2 separate regions of the Mus musculus genome follow, and region 2 is linked to region 1. A link is a contact called in public HiChIP or PLAC-seq data. All regions are on one chromosome and are shown on one strand. Each heading gives the region's core, a stretch centred on a gene start, on an enhancer-like site or on the middle of the called end of the contact. The rest is flanking DNA. Distances are from core to core; before and after follow the strand shown. Region 1 overlaps Fam110b (family with sequence similarity 110, member B). Region 2 has its middle 120 kb from the start of Gm24337.

Region 1 (5,652 bases), core at 2,798-5,297:
GGTTTGCAATTGTCTAGCACAGTATACGCCAGTGTGACTGATGCTGGAAGTACTACATATCTACATTTAATTCCTTTTTACAATTTTTAAATGTGTGGTTTTCAATATCTAAGAACCTTATCTACATCAAAATAAGTTGAAAATAGATAAAGAGAAGCTGATTAATATGCCATGTCAGTTTCTGGTTCTTAGCTGTTCATCTCATACTTTAGACTGGCCTGCATCTCTGCTGCTCTGCAGCTTGTTCTAACATTCTTTCCCATTGGGATCCCAGGATCTAAATACAGATTATACTTCAGAGAAGGCTATGGTTCTCAGGGTGGAAAGGCCATACCCTGGTGATTGGCTGCCATTCAAGTAACATGAAAGAAAACAGGCCCTCAGCAGGCAGGGTATAAGAGCCTTGGGACAGTTGCACCCTGCTAGGAATGGAGTCTTGTTCCTGGCTGATTACATAATCTGAAGATGTCTGTCCTCTAGTATGCCTCTCACTGTGAGGGAAAGCCACAGGAAGAGCCAGCTCAAGTGCTAGCAGCAGCTGTGCACTCAGCAGTCCTTGTGCTCCAACAGGTGTTGGTGTCCTTGGGTTTCTGGACTATGCCTTCCAGATGAAGCCTTGCCTAGTAAGGATTTGGCCATTGTTGGAAAGCTCCTCAAAACTTTCTTCTCTATTAGGTACCTTCACTGCTGTTTAGAAATAATCACTGATTAATTTTTTTTGAAGACCTTTAGCCATTACAAAATTTAAACTAAATTATAATTGCATCATTTTTTTCCTATTACCTTCCTCACTCTGTCGAATCCAATGTCTCTTGTTTGCTTTCTCTCCAATTCATGTTTTTTCGCTAATTGCATCTCAAGTGCACGCACTCGTATAATAAATAATACCTGCTGAATCATTTAGTGTTGAGTGTGTGTGTGTGTGTGTGTGTATCTCATGACTATCCACTGGGTACTGGATAACTAGTTAAGGGCTTATCCTTGGAGAAGACTATAATGCTCTCAGCATTTCTTAATTGCCTGTAGTTCGTTGTCTTTGCCCAGTGAGCGTTCCCTCTTCCACAATAGCATTTATATTGCTCCTATTGGTTCCAGTTTTGTTTAGGCCTCTATATTATTGTTGAGGTATCATAGCTAACACTTCCCTGCCATTTCTAGGAGACACAACCTCACAACAGATTTTCTCTGGCTCTTATTGTCTTTCTCCTCAACCCCTCCCCAATTCTGTCATGATCTCTGAACATTAGGTGCAGGAATTGTATAGTAGATATGTCCATTGGGACTTGGCATCCGAGGAGCACCTGATCTCTGTATTTTGACCAGTTTTTGTTTTCTCTTTTAGTCTCTGTTGCAAATAGAAGTTTTTTGATGAATGTGAGAGCTACACTCATCTGTGGATACAAGGATAAATATTTAGAATGGAGTTAGAAATATTTCTGGCTGGGCGGTGGTGGCGCACACCTTTAATCCCAGCACTTGGGAGTTAGAGGCAGGTGGATTTCTGAGTTCGAGGCCAGCCTGGTCTGCAAAGTGAGTTCCAGGACAGCCAGGGTTACACAGAGAAACCCTGCCTTAAAAAAGAGAGAGAGAGAAAGAAATATTTCTGGTTAATTAAGTGGTGGTTTCGGGTTCTCCTCTAAGATTTGTGGCCTTATTAGCCTTGGGTATTTGGCTGGGTTTTTTGTAGCAAATATGAATCCCCTCCTGTTGAGTGAGTCTTTTAAATTCAATTAGAGATCTGATTGTTACCACCAAGATTTGAGTCACCATTGCCCTCTTATGATTCTCGGCCAATTCTGGTTACTCTTGTGGTTCATAGGTGCTGCAGCTGGGTAGAACAATTGCTTTCCTCCCTTGGCAGGTTTCATACCTGCAGGACTGTGGAAGCTCATCCTCAGAAAGAAGGCTTTAAATTAAGGTTCAACTTGAGTCTTCTGAGTCCTGTGTCCAAAGTATGTGTGTCTGCTTCAATAGAGACTCACTTTCAACGTCATAGAGGCAACGTAAGTCAACAGCAACAGCCTAGATTGTTTTGAGGGATTCTTGGACTCCCCCAACTAACATCTTCAACGGGTTTCTTATGCCTGGTATTGATGATTTTGTTAGAGTCAATGATTCTTGGTGGGACCATTATCAGCTCAAGTAGGATAATTTCATTTAAACTATTAATGTATATGTGCACACAGATGCTTATATGTAATATATGCAATTTTGGGTAAATAAAAACATAATTCTTCATGACTTTTTTAGACATCCTTATTGTTATTTTTCCCTCCTTCTCCTCCTATCTCTTATTGTTCTCCTTCCTTCCCTTTTTGATGGAAACCGGGCTGCGGCTAACATGAACTGGGTTACACCCCCGTAGAGGCTGCTCTGAGCTTAGTTCCTCTTGCCGTGAGGACAGATTTCGGAATTATGAAGTTTCTTTTGCAATATTAGACTATAACTACAACCTTGGGAAAGCAAAACCCAATTTAAAAACAATTTATCACTTTAGGATCAACATCAAAACTTCACTATCACGTTGAGAAATTTGGCTGCCAATTTATACCTATGACTGCATGACACTGCAAGTTTCAATGCTTCATTAAAGAGACATTGCTTTAAATCTTATCTTTAATTCTACTTTCTAGGATAAGAATCACATTAAATATTATCTCAACTAGAAGTATCCTTAGAGGCCCAGCCTTTTGGCCTGCCTTATGCCACGTGTTTGAAGGACTCCAAACCTGAGTTACCAATTTAAAGCTAACTTTCTAGTAACCAGTGTTACACCTTTTTGATCATACCCAATAACTTATAAGCTAATACTCTTGTGATGAAGACTCGCAGAGCATATTACACCTCTAAGACCAGTAAAAAGCCAAATGAAGAGGCTACATGAGTCTAATAAATTTAGACCAATCAAAGAATTTCAACTTTTCTAGCTATAATTATAAGACCTTGTCACTAGCTAAATGCAATAATCAAGATTGCAGAGAATTTTCTTAGGAAGGAACAACTACCAGCCTATTTGTCTTAAAACTAAGAGGTTGCAAACTCCTTTTCTCAAAAAAAACTGTTTTTCCAGCAGAAGCCCTCCTGCTGTGCCTGATCCTGGCTAAAGCATGTGGCCACTCTCTTGCTGAGCTAGCAGATAAAGTTTTAGCCATCTTAATTTTCCAACATGAAACACAGAACATTCAGTCATTCAGACGAGACAAAACACACATGGATCGACACGAGGTGCACCAGACACTAGATGTTAGACAACACAAAGAGGGCAGAGAACTTCTGCTGTAGGGACTAGAGAGAAAAAGACAGGGCGTCCCCTGACATTTCTCTCTGCCTCTGGGAGAGTTTCAAAATCCATTTTCCTCTATATTATTTTATTATTACAAACCCTGTTTCTGCCGCCTGATGCAACTCCTGTCTGCGGACATCTGCCTGATTATTTAATTTAAACCCTTTTTCTTCTTGCTTAAAGCAGTTGTTTTTTTGTTTTTTGTTTTTGTTTTTTAAACTGTGGACAACTGCCTGATCCGTTCCTAGTTCTGATAAATCACTGCCAACCTAAGTGAATGCAACGTTGGGTTAGCACCGATTCCAACCTTAGCCCGTATCTTCTGCACTTACAGCAACACTTTACCTGTTGCTTCACCGTGCCCCATACAAATTCTCTGATTCTTTCCTTTCCGTGGAGCTCCATTACCAAGCAGCGTTCCTCCAGCGTTTTTCTGCCATTCCTCAGGTCCCACGTTTGGACTCCAAACTGTTGGAAACCAGGCCGCGGCTAACATGAACTGGGTTACACCTGGGAGGCAAACTGGGGCTGGAAAGAGAGGGGAACTAGGCGGACGAGAGAGAAATGGAGCCAAGACAAGGTTCTGTTCAAGGCTCAAATGTTTAATGGCAAATGTGCTTATAAAGGAGGGGGAGGCCCATTCCTGCCAATTCATCCTTGGAGCCCAGTTGCAGGTGACCACATGCAGGATAGGGTGTGGTCTCAGGAATAGCTGGGCGGCCACCCAGCAGGTAGCAGAATCTTGAAGAGCAACAGTGACAGTGGCTGAACAATAGAGTGATCCAGGAAGACAGGCTCCACCCTAGTTAATCTCCTTAGTGGCAGCAAAGTCAAGGCCTTGGCTCTGCCAGCTTCAGGCTTGGGGGAGGTTACATTTCTGTAATTAAAACCCTCTCTGATTTTCCCATGTTCCCTTTCATATCACATAGTTACCTATACCTAGCTGTCCTAACCCTGCTAGCTCACACTTCCTATCTTCAGGGGCCTTTCTAGCTATGTGACTCCTGTTCTAGGGACTCATGGACACTGTAACAAAATGCTGGTTGTGGCTAATATCCTGGAGCTGTCAGAAGACTTTATGCATTGATGGAGATGGAACCCGCCATCTATTCATCGGGTAAACAAACATGTTCTGTGTAAACTGGTGATGTAGATTTTATTCTACTTTGTTTTTGACAATAGTGACTTATCTAGCTAAAATTAAAACTCTTTAACGTGATTTAATTAGTTAAAAGTCAAAGCTTAGTAGTCTGTTAATTACTTTAAGAATTAGTAGAGTGACACTAATTGGCAAGATAGTGTGTTGCAGGTCTGTTCAGTAAGAATGTCGCACCTAGGAAGTGTGGTCTGGAGTCTGTGACATGGCAGCAGAGCCTACATTCAAGAATGTGATCTGCCAATAGAAATCAGAATGCTGTGCTGGGAGTCTATCCCTGATAGCATCGTCACAGTTTTCTTTGCTACTGTATCTTTTCTCAGAATATTAACTGATAAATGGCACACACATGTAATCTCAGCTCTTTGAAGGTGGAGGCAGGGGATCAGGGGTTCAAGGTCATCCTTGACTACTTAGGGAATTCAGTAAATGCTCACAAAGTAGAAGAGGTAATCTGTCCATCAGTGTGGAAGCAGTCTCCACATGCTTAATAGGTAGGACACTTAAATGTTTCTGCAAACAGTTCTATATGTGATGCCTTTCTATGACACATACACATTTTACCCTTTGCCCTAAAACCACTCAGATCCAACTTACATCCTATCGTCATGTCCATTTATTGATTGCATGAGTTCAAATTTTGTTTAAAATTCAAGTACTTCTTTCTGGATGTGTGTCAAAACCATACCGTATGTAATGTAAACCAAGGAGTAGTTTTGTAAGGAAACTATTCAGATTATAGCACCAAATAGGGGACTGACACACTTTTAAAAAGTATATCTAATTTGAGGCTGGGAAGATTGCTTGGTGGTTAAGGACACTGGCTACTCTGCCAGAGGACCTAAGTTCAATCCTTAGCACACAGAGTGGCTGACAGTCATCTGTAAGTCCGGTTCTAAAGGATCTAATGCCCTTTTCTGGTCTCTGAAATCTCTACATCCATGTGGTGCACACATGTCCATGCTGAAAAATAATACCCACCCATACTTTTAAAAGAAAAAAATGAATATCTAATCTATTCGGGCTGATATAATAAAGCACATTAGACTAAGTAAATTAAAACCAGTGGGAGTTTATTGTTTCCAGTTTTGGAAGGTGGAAACAACTGGATGTCATCAGCAGGCTCTGAACTGTCAAGGGCTCCTTCCTCAAGCAAGCAGCTCCTGTGGTCTCACATGGCAGCATGGAAGAAGCAGCTGGGCTCCTTCATAGG
Region 2 (6,171 bases), core at 428-2,927, 110 kb after region 1:
GCTGGTACTTGGAATAGAACTAAAAACTGAACACATAACCTTGCACATGCTAAACAAAAGCTCTACCACGGGGCTGTACCCCCTGCAAGAAGGCCCCATGATAATGGATGAAAGTCAAAGAACAAGCAGCCATAATTTTAAACCATGGGCTGCTGTGACTCAGGAGTGTGTTGTTTTCTGAAGACTATTCACTCTCCCCTTAGTTTCAAGGATACTCTTTCAAGACAACAATCCAACTTTTTTTTTTTTTTAGTCCCTGGGCAATCTTACTAGCTTGTGGTTATTGTCATGGCTACAAATCCAGCCTGTGTAAGCCTACATTGTGCCCTTATTAAAGTATAGCTTCCTGATAATTATATACCTTGTGAGAGAGGGAAAAAATCTCCTAGGATGACAGTCCTAGGTTTCACAGTGTATAACACAGCAGTCCAGAGTATATGATAGATAATAAGTGTTTACTGGTAGTGATGTGAAATTTTGGCAGCAACAGTTGGCAAGGCATGGTGGTGTTTGTCTTTACTCTGAGGATCCCTTATCAAAAAACATGCTTGGGATCAGAGTATTTAGAATTTTTCAGATTTTTAGATTTGAGGATATTTGCATAGACTTTACTAATCAATGATCATAATGCAAAAATCTTGAAATCTTAAATGCCCCAAAATAGGAACTCAGAGCATCAAGTTGTCTTCAAACTTCAGAGCAATTCTGATTTTTAATCACATTCACCTTGCTTCATGTTTAAGCCCCAGCCTAAAATATAAACTCTGTCCCAAGGAGACCCAAGTGGCACTTTCTACCCATATATTAGAGATGAAAAACATCAGCCCCTTGGAGATGAAGGGGATGAAGGAGATGAAGACCCCATGGGAAGCAGGTGCTGGATAAACTTGAACTCAACACCACAATCCCTGCTCCAATTGTCTATGAGCTTTATTCAAAACCAGAGCGAGAGTTTATGCACAGAACAGAAGGGACCTTCAGCTCATTTGACCATTAAATCTGCTGCCAAGGTGTGTAAATGTGTTAAAGGCGTTTCAACTTCCAGCAATTCCCCGTTCACCTAAATGGGATCCCATAAATCTAGAAAAAAAGACTTCAACTGTTCCAACCTGAGTAGCAAACACTGAATTCAGAGAGACAAGGCCATTGGAAGATCATTCTTCCTTGCCGATTTTTAAGTGACATCCTGCCTTTTTTGGATCAAGGCTGTTTGGAAGGCTAAAGAGCAGAGACAAATAGCCACAAATCTACAGTCAGGAAACACATGAGGACTGTTTGAGGAGTCAGCATCTCTCTGTTCTCAAAGCCTTGTGGGGGTGCATGCTGTGCGGATGCTTTAGGAAACAAAGAGATCAAGGATGTCTGTAAGTTAAAGCTGAACTGGCCATCTTAGCTCAGAAAAGAGGACTGAGCTCACTACCCTTTAGAAAATGTCAAACCTAACTCATTCAATTATTAGCTCAGGAAATGGCTGTAAGGTGTGTCATTCTTGCCTGGGCACACACTACACTGTAAGGACACCCACCTTAAAGCTTCATACAGACCTCTCTCCAAGGTGATTTCAAGAGGATTCACCCTCTTGCTTTCTCTGAAACCTGGCAGAAAGGACTGCCAGAGGAGATGGCTCAGCATTTGCATCTCATCCCTCCACAATCTGAGACACCCCCACACACACACCCTGTTTAACAGGTGATCTTCATTTCCTCACCTATAAAAAGGGCAGGGTCATGTAATGCCTGTATTTCTTGACAGTTTGAATTTTGAAGCATTAAGATACATTTAAAGAATATGAAAAATTATTTTCTTATACTTTATTGGTGAATAGGGGACAGATGAGGCCCAGACACTGCACTGAATGGCACTTTATGCACTAGCTGCCATCCAGTGTTAGTTGGAAAAGGAAATGGGGTCTATCAAAGGATTCTTCTTGAATAGAAGGGACCTTCAGAAAGACTCATTAGCCTTTCTGATTGACAGAAGCTGACAGATGGGATGCAGCCAGACATACACCAAGTCACAGTGCTTTGGGGATGAAAATGAGCCTTTCACTAGCTGAACACTCCATTCATCTCAGTCTTAAACAAGTATTAGTGTCTTGAATGCTGCTCTAGGATTAGCCCTCAGTCACATTCTTTGACTCTCAAGAATTTTAGGATTAAATAAGAATCCACCTTGCCAACAGAGTATCTGAGAATTATGCTTTTTCTCAAAGACACCCATTCAATAATTAGGAAGAAGGAAACAAACCAAGGTTAATAAGACATCCTAAGACTCCTTTGTGTGTTTGAAAACGAATCTTGGAATCTAGTCTGGTAGAAGCTGGGTTTGATCCTCACCACGAAGTTGCATTGCAGAATTTTCTCAGACACGAAAAATATTGTATGTACTGACTGGTGATTCTTCCTTATAATAGTAGGTTACAAAAATTCATGTTTATTTGCATCAGGACTGAAGCTTCTGGGACTGACAGGAGTGATCAGTGGTCCTCCAGCTTGTTGCACAGCAAAGAAAAAGCTACAGAGAAATACGGTAAGACACTCATGTGACTATATAGAGCCTGCAGGCTGGTTGGTGGCACTAGAATGGAAGAAGCTGGTATTCTGACCTCACCAAGGAGGAATTTGCTGCCAAATCTTAGTATTCCATGTGGAGAAAGAGCAGCAATTTGTGAGCAAGCCTGCTCCAGGTGTTCCGTGATGCCGAAATGAAACAGTAAGAACCTAAATATCTGGTAGAAATCCTTTGAAGTTTGATCTTTCCTAAGGCAGGTGACAGGCTGCTTCCCTGCCCTGACAAGAATCTGGTCATTGGAAGTTGATCTCTACAGTTCACTGGATTGCTAAGATAGGATTATTGGTAGGTTGGCATATGATACACACTTTCAGCATGACTTCAACTTCCAGTGGATTTGTGATGTAATTCACAGGGAAGCTGGAGTACCTGTATTCCTGTCCAATGTGTCTTGCCTCAAAAACTACACATTGGCTACTTTGATTCAAAATTTTCCTATTAGGATTAGATAACTGTTTATTATTTAACCCTGGATGTCATAAAACTTCATACAGATAAAGCATTCTAAGAAATTTGAGAAAATTTTGAAGTTACTACCTACATTTTAACTGTTGCTTCTGTAAATACTTTATAGATGGCTAGTGGTCTTCAGAAGTGATTTCTCAAGTCAGATTTCTATATCTGCAAAACTCCAGGCATCCCCTGCCTATAATATACCCCATTGTCTTTACTCTCTACCCACAGCTGCTGCCACAGCATGGCTCTGCCTCAGTTTCCCAAAGGTTCCCTCCCTGAAGATATGCACTGTCACTATGGTATGACCCATGCCTAGCAGACCACCTGGCATGGACTGGAAGGAGAAGATCTGGGATCTCTCTATGATTCCTAGTCTTGGAGAAGAATGGGTCTGTGGAATGGCTTCCAAGTGAGCTACTAGATGTTAACCATTGAGGATCTCCCAGCAGATTAGCAGCAACACGCCTGACTCAGAAGCCACTCATGCATGCTTCCACTGTGCACACTGACCTACCCACAGGCTCACCCTCTGTTCTCTAGAATTCTGCTATCAGGGCTGAGGAGGAAAGAGCAAGCCACTTTTGAATGCAATTGTTCCCATGGTGGGAAACTACTGCACTGGTGGCTTTCAATTGATAATATCTGGAAGGTCTCCTGCAAGAAGCAGGAGAAGACCTCACTACACCCTCCTTAAGTGCATTCTTTGCCTTCTCAAGGATAAATGAGTCACCAATTTTCAAGGATTGGTAAGCTCACATAAATGTTTCTAGTGCTTTCTTCTTGTACATAATGGAGGGATTACAGCAGCAAGGTGAGCTCCTTGCGTGAGTATATCTAAGCCAGGCTGGACGATGTCCTGGCCCTTGCACTCTCAGGGCAAGTTCTAGGCCATCATTGGAGTTACTGAGCATTTTAATTTGGTGGGAAGTGCGGAAATACATGCCTTGGTAACGCCCTAGGCCTGTAGCTATTTCAATGAAAGCTTTTATTTTCCCCTACTGAGCTGACAAATGCACATGATTGGGAAGTGTATGGCTCCTGCCTGTGGCTGGGAGAGGCTGGAGGTAGTGGGGGTTGGGGATGGGAAGGCCCTGTTTTGCTAGCTGTGGACAAAGGCCCAATGTGTCTTGCCCAGTGTTTCAGATTTCTCAGGGCAGCTCAGTGCTCAGGCATCTGCTGTAGCGCCGGCTGGCTCCCCTGAAGACCCCTTCTCTTGTTTTATGGGCTGCTTCCATCTGTTGAGAATTCTTGGGTGTGAAGAATCTGTGAATTGAGATCTGGATAGTGTTTCACATTCTCAACTGGTCTCCACATTTAACATTACCACCTGATGCCTGTAAAGCCAGTTTAATAGCAGACATGGGTTTTTGTCTTTTCTGCACTTAATGACTGGGTGTTCATATGCGTACACATGTTGAATTCTTTCAGGAATTGCTCCAGACAAGTGTGTTTCAGGTCGAATTACACTATACTTGTTTCAAAAACCAGAAATGGCCAATCAATCTTGCAGAATTGTTAACCTGGATGTGGCTTTTTTTGTGGGAAATTTGGTTTTCAATAAAGACATAGAGTAGATGAAATAGACTATGAAATTCAGGTGTACTGGCTATCTGATGACAATAGCTCCTTGGGAAAACAAGATAAAACAGTAAAGATGGGAATTGGATTTGTCAGTGCATCCCTGAGCAAGGCAAACTGAAGACAAGTGTCCCTGTCAAAATAACTGAAAGCCATTTAGGCTCTGGTCACTTTCAACAAGCCACAGGGAGGGCAGTAGGATGAGGAGGGCTGAGCTGGCCATAATCACAAGATGCTTAAGAATAAACATCTATGTGTAAGGCAAATCAATGTCCTGCAATCAAATGTCCTTAAGGCCAAAACCTGAGTGAAATGCATACAGGTCTGTTCTCTAGGATTTCCTTGGGGAATTTAGTGTATAAGAGTCTCTGCCTCCTTCTGTCAGAACCTCCTTTGAGGAACCTTGGTAATCTAGCTCTCTTTGAACCACAGAAGTTGAGAGACTGGGGAGCAAAAAGAAATGGGGCCAACCCATTGTTATTCCCTGTCACTAGCAAAGTTCTAGGACCATCATAATCAAGCCTACCTCACTGAAGTATCAAAAAAGAGAAGAGAGTTAAAGGGAATTGTCACTTGTCCTAACCATTCAGCTCTTCCTGCTGTTAGTGACTGCAATTGTCACTGTTTATCTTATGTTTGTTTAAATATTAGTACATAGTTAATGGAAACTAAAGATAATGAAAATAAGGGATAGTTCAAATGGACACAATTTTTATATCTTCAAATGTAATAGAGTATACATATAGCATGCAGCCCACACTACATATACACACATACAACTGCTGACATGTTCTTAGTTACAGGTGTGTCCTAGGTTGTCTCTGGAAAAGCCTGTCTAAGCTCAGAGCTGAGAGGATCAGTGACAAGATGGAGAGAATATCCACAAACTGTCCTTCCTAGAGAACACACCAAGAACTGAAGCTCAGTAAAGAAGTCCAAGATGGAGTCTCTCAGAGCCAGAGAAGTTCTAAACCTTGCTGGAAGCCAACCAACGGCTAGATAATATCTGAGACATGATCCAGTCTCACCAGAGAAGCCAGAGACAGCAGCTCACAGCCAGATGCCACTACTCAAAGATAGTGGTCACTGCTCGCAGACAGTGATCACTACTCACAAACAGTGGTCCCTGCTCACAGACAGTGGTCACTAAACACAGATAGAGTCCACTACTCACACCTCTCTGCTCGAATATAAGAGCTCACTTGGAGACTGGAGCTTTCAACTACCAATTGCCTAGTGCACCTAGGAACCCTCAACTATTTCTCAAAATTCCCTGGGATTCCGTTTTGTTGTCTATGAGATGGAGCTATTGTTTTTTCCCCTGGCTGTCATTTCTGTGAAGGTTACACCTTTAGTCTTTTCAAAAGAGTTAAACATCTATGAGGGATTTCCCTTCTCCCCTCCTCCTTGCAAGACTCTTTCCTGAGGGGCTTGCAGTTGCTCAGAAGGTTGGATGGTCATTCTGGCAGGGGCAGCAGCTATAAGAAAAGATAGGCCTCAGGAACCCTTATTCAATGCAGTAGATGATTACTGACTGCTTCCTGCCAGTGTCCTGGGCTTTGTGAA

Evidence for each region. HiChIP or PLAC-seq counts read pairs in DNA pulled down with a chosen protein or histone mark.
Region 2: a contact with region 1 is called in an H3K27ac HiChIP or PLAC-seq map of embryonic stem cells, with 17 read pairs. The contact joins two enhancer-like sites. A contact is called at or near these places in 2 of 484 Hi-C or Micro-C datasets (nephron progenitors and olfactory sensory neurons), 3 of 115 datasets of contacts at active chromatin or transcription factors (embryonic stem cells and stem cell-derived neural progenitor cells) and 3 of 9 other capture datasets (adipose tissue, embryonic stem cells and pancreatic islet).

What each region holds. Positions count from the first base shown.
Region 1 is chr4:5,690,069-5,695,720 of GRCm38.p6, forward strand. All of the region lies in intron 1 of Fam110b (family with sequence similarity 110, member B), which reads left to right. Among named protein-coding and RNA genes, the nearest start is that of Gm24337, 5.1 kb to the left of the region's middle. Within about 2 kb of position 4,048, at least 9 of the 459 cell types and tissues checked have an H3K27ac peak or open chromatin away from gene starts, as enhancers often do. A contact at or near this core is called in embryonic stem cells, where this site is marked.
Region 2 is chr4:5,803,779-5,809,949 of GRCm38.p6, forward strand. No RefSeq gene overlaps it. Among named protein-coding and RNA genes, the nearest start is that of Gm24337, 120 kb to the left of the region's middle. Within about 2 kb of position 1,678, at least 9 of the 459 cell types and tissues checked have an H3K27ac peak or open chromatin away from gene starts, as enhancers often do. A contact at or near this core is called in embryonic stem cells, where this site is marked.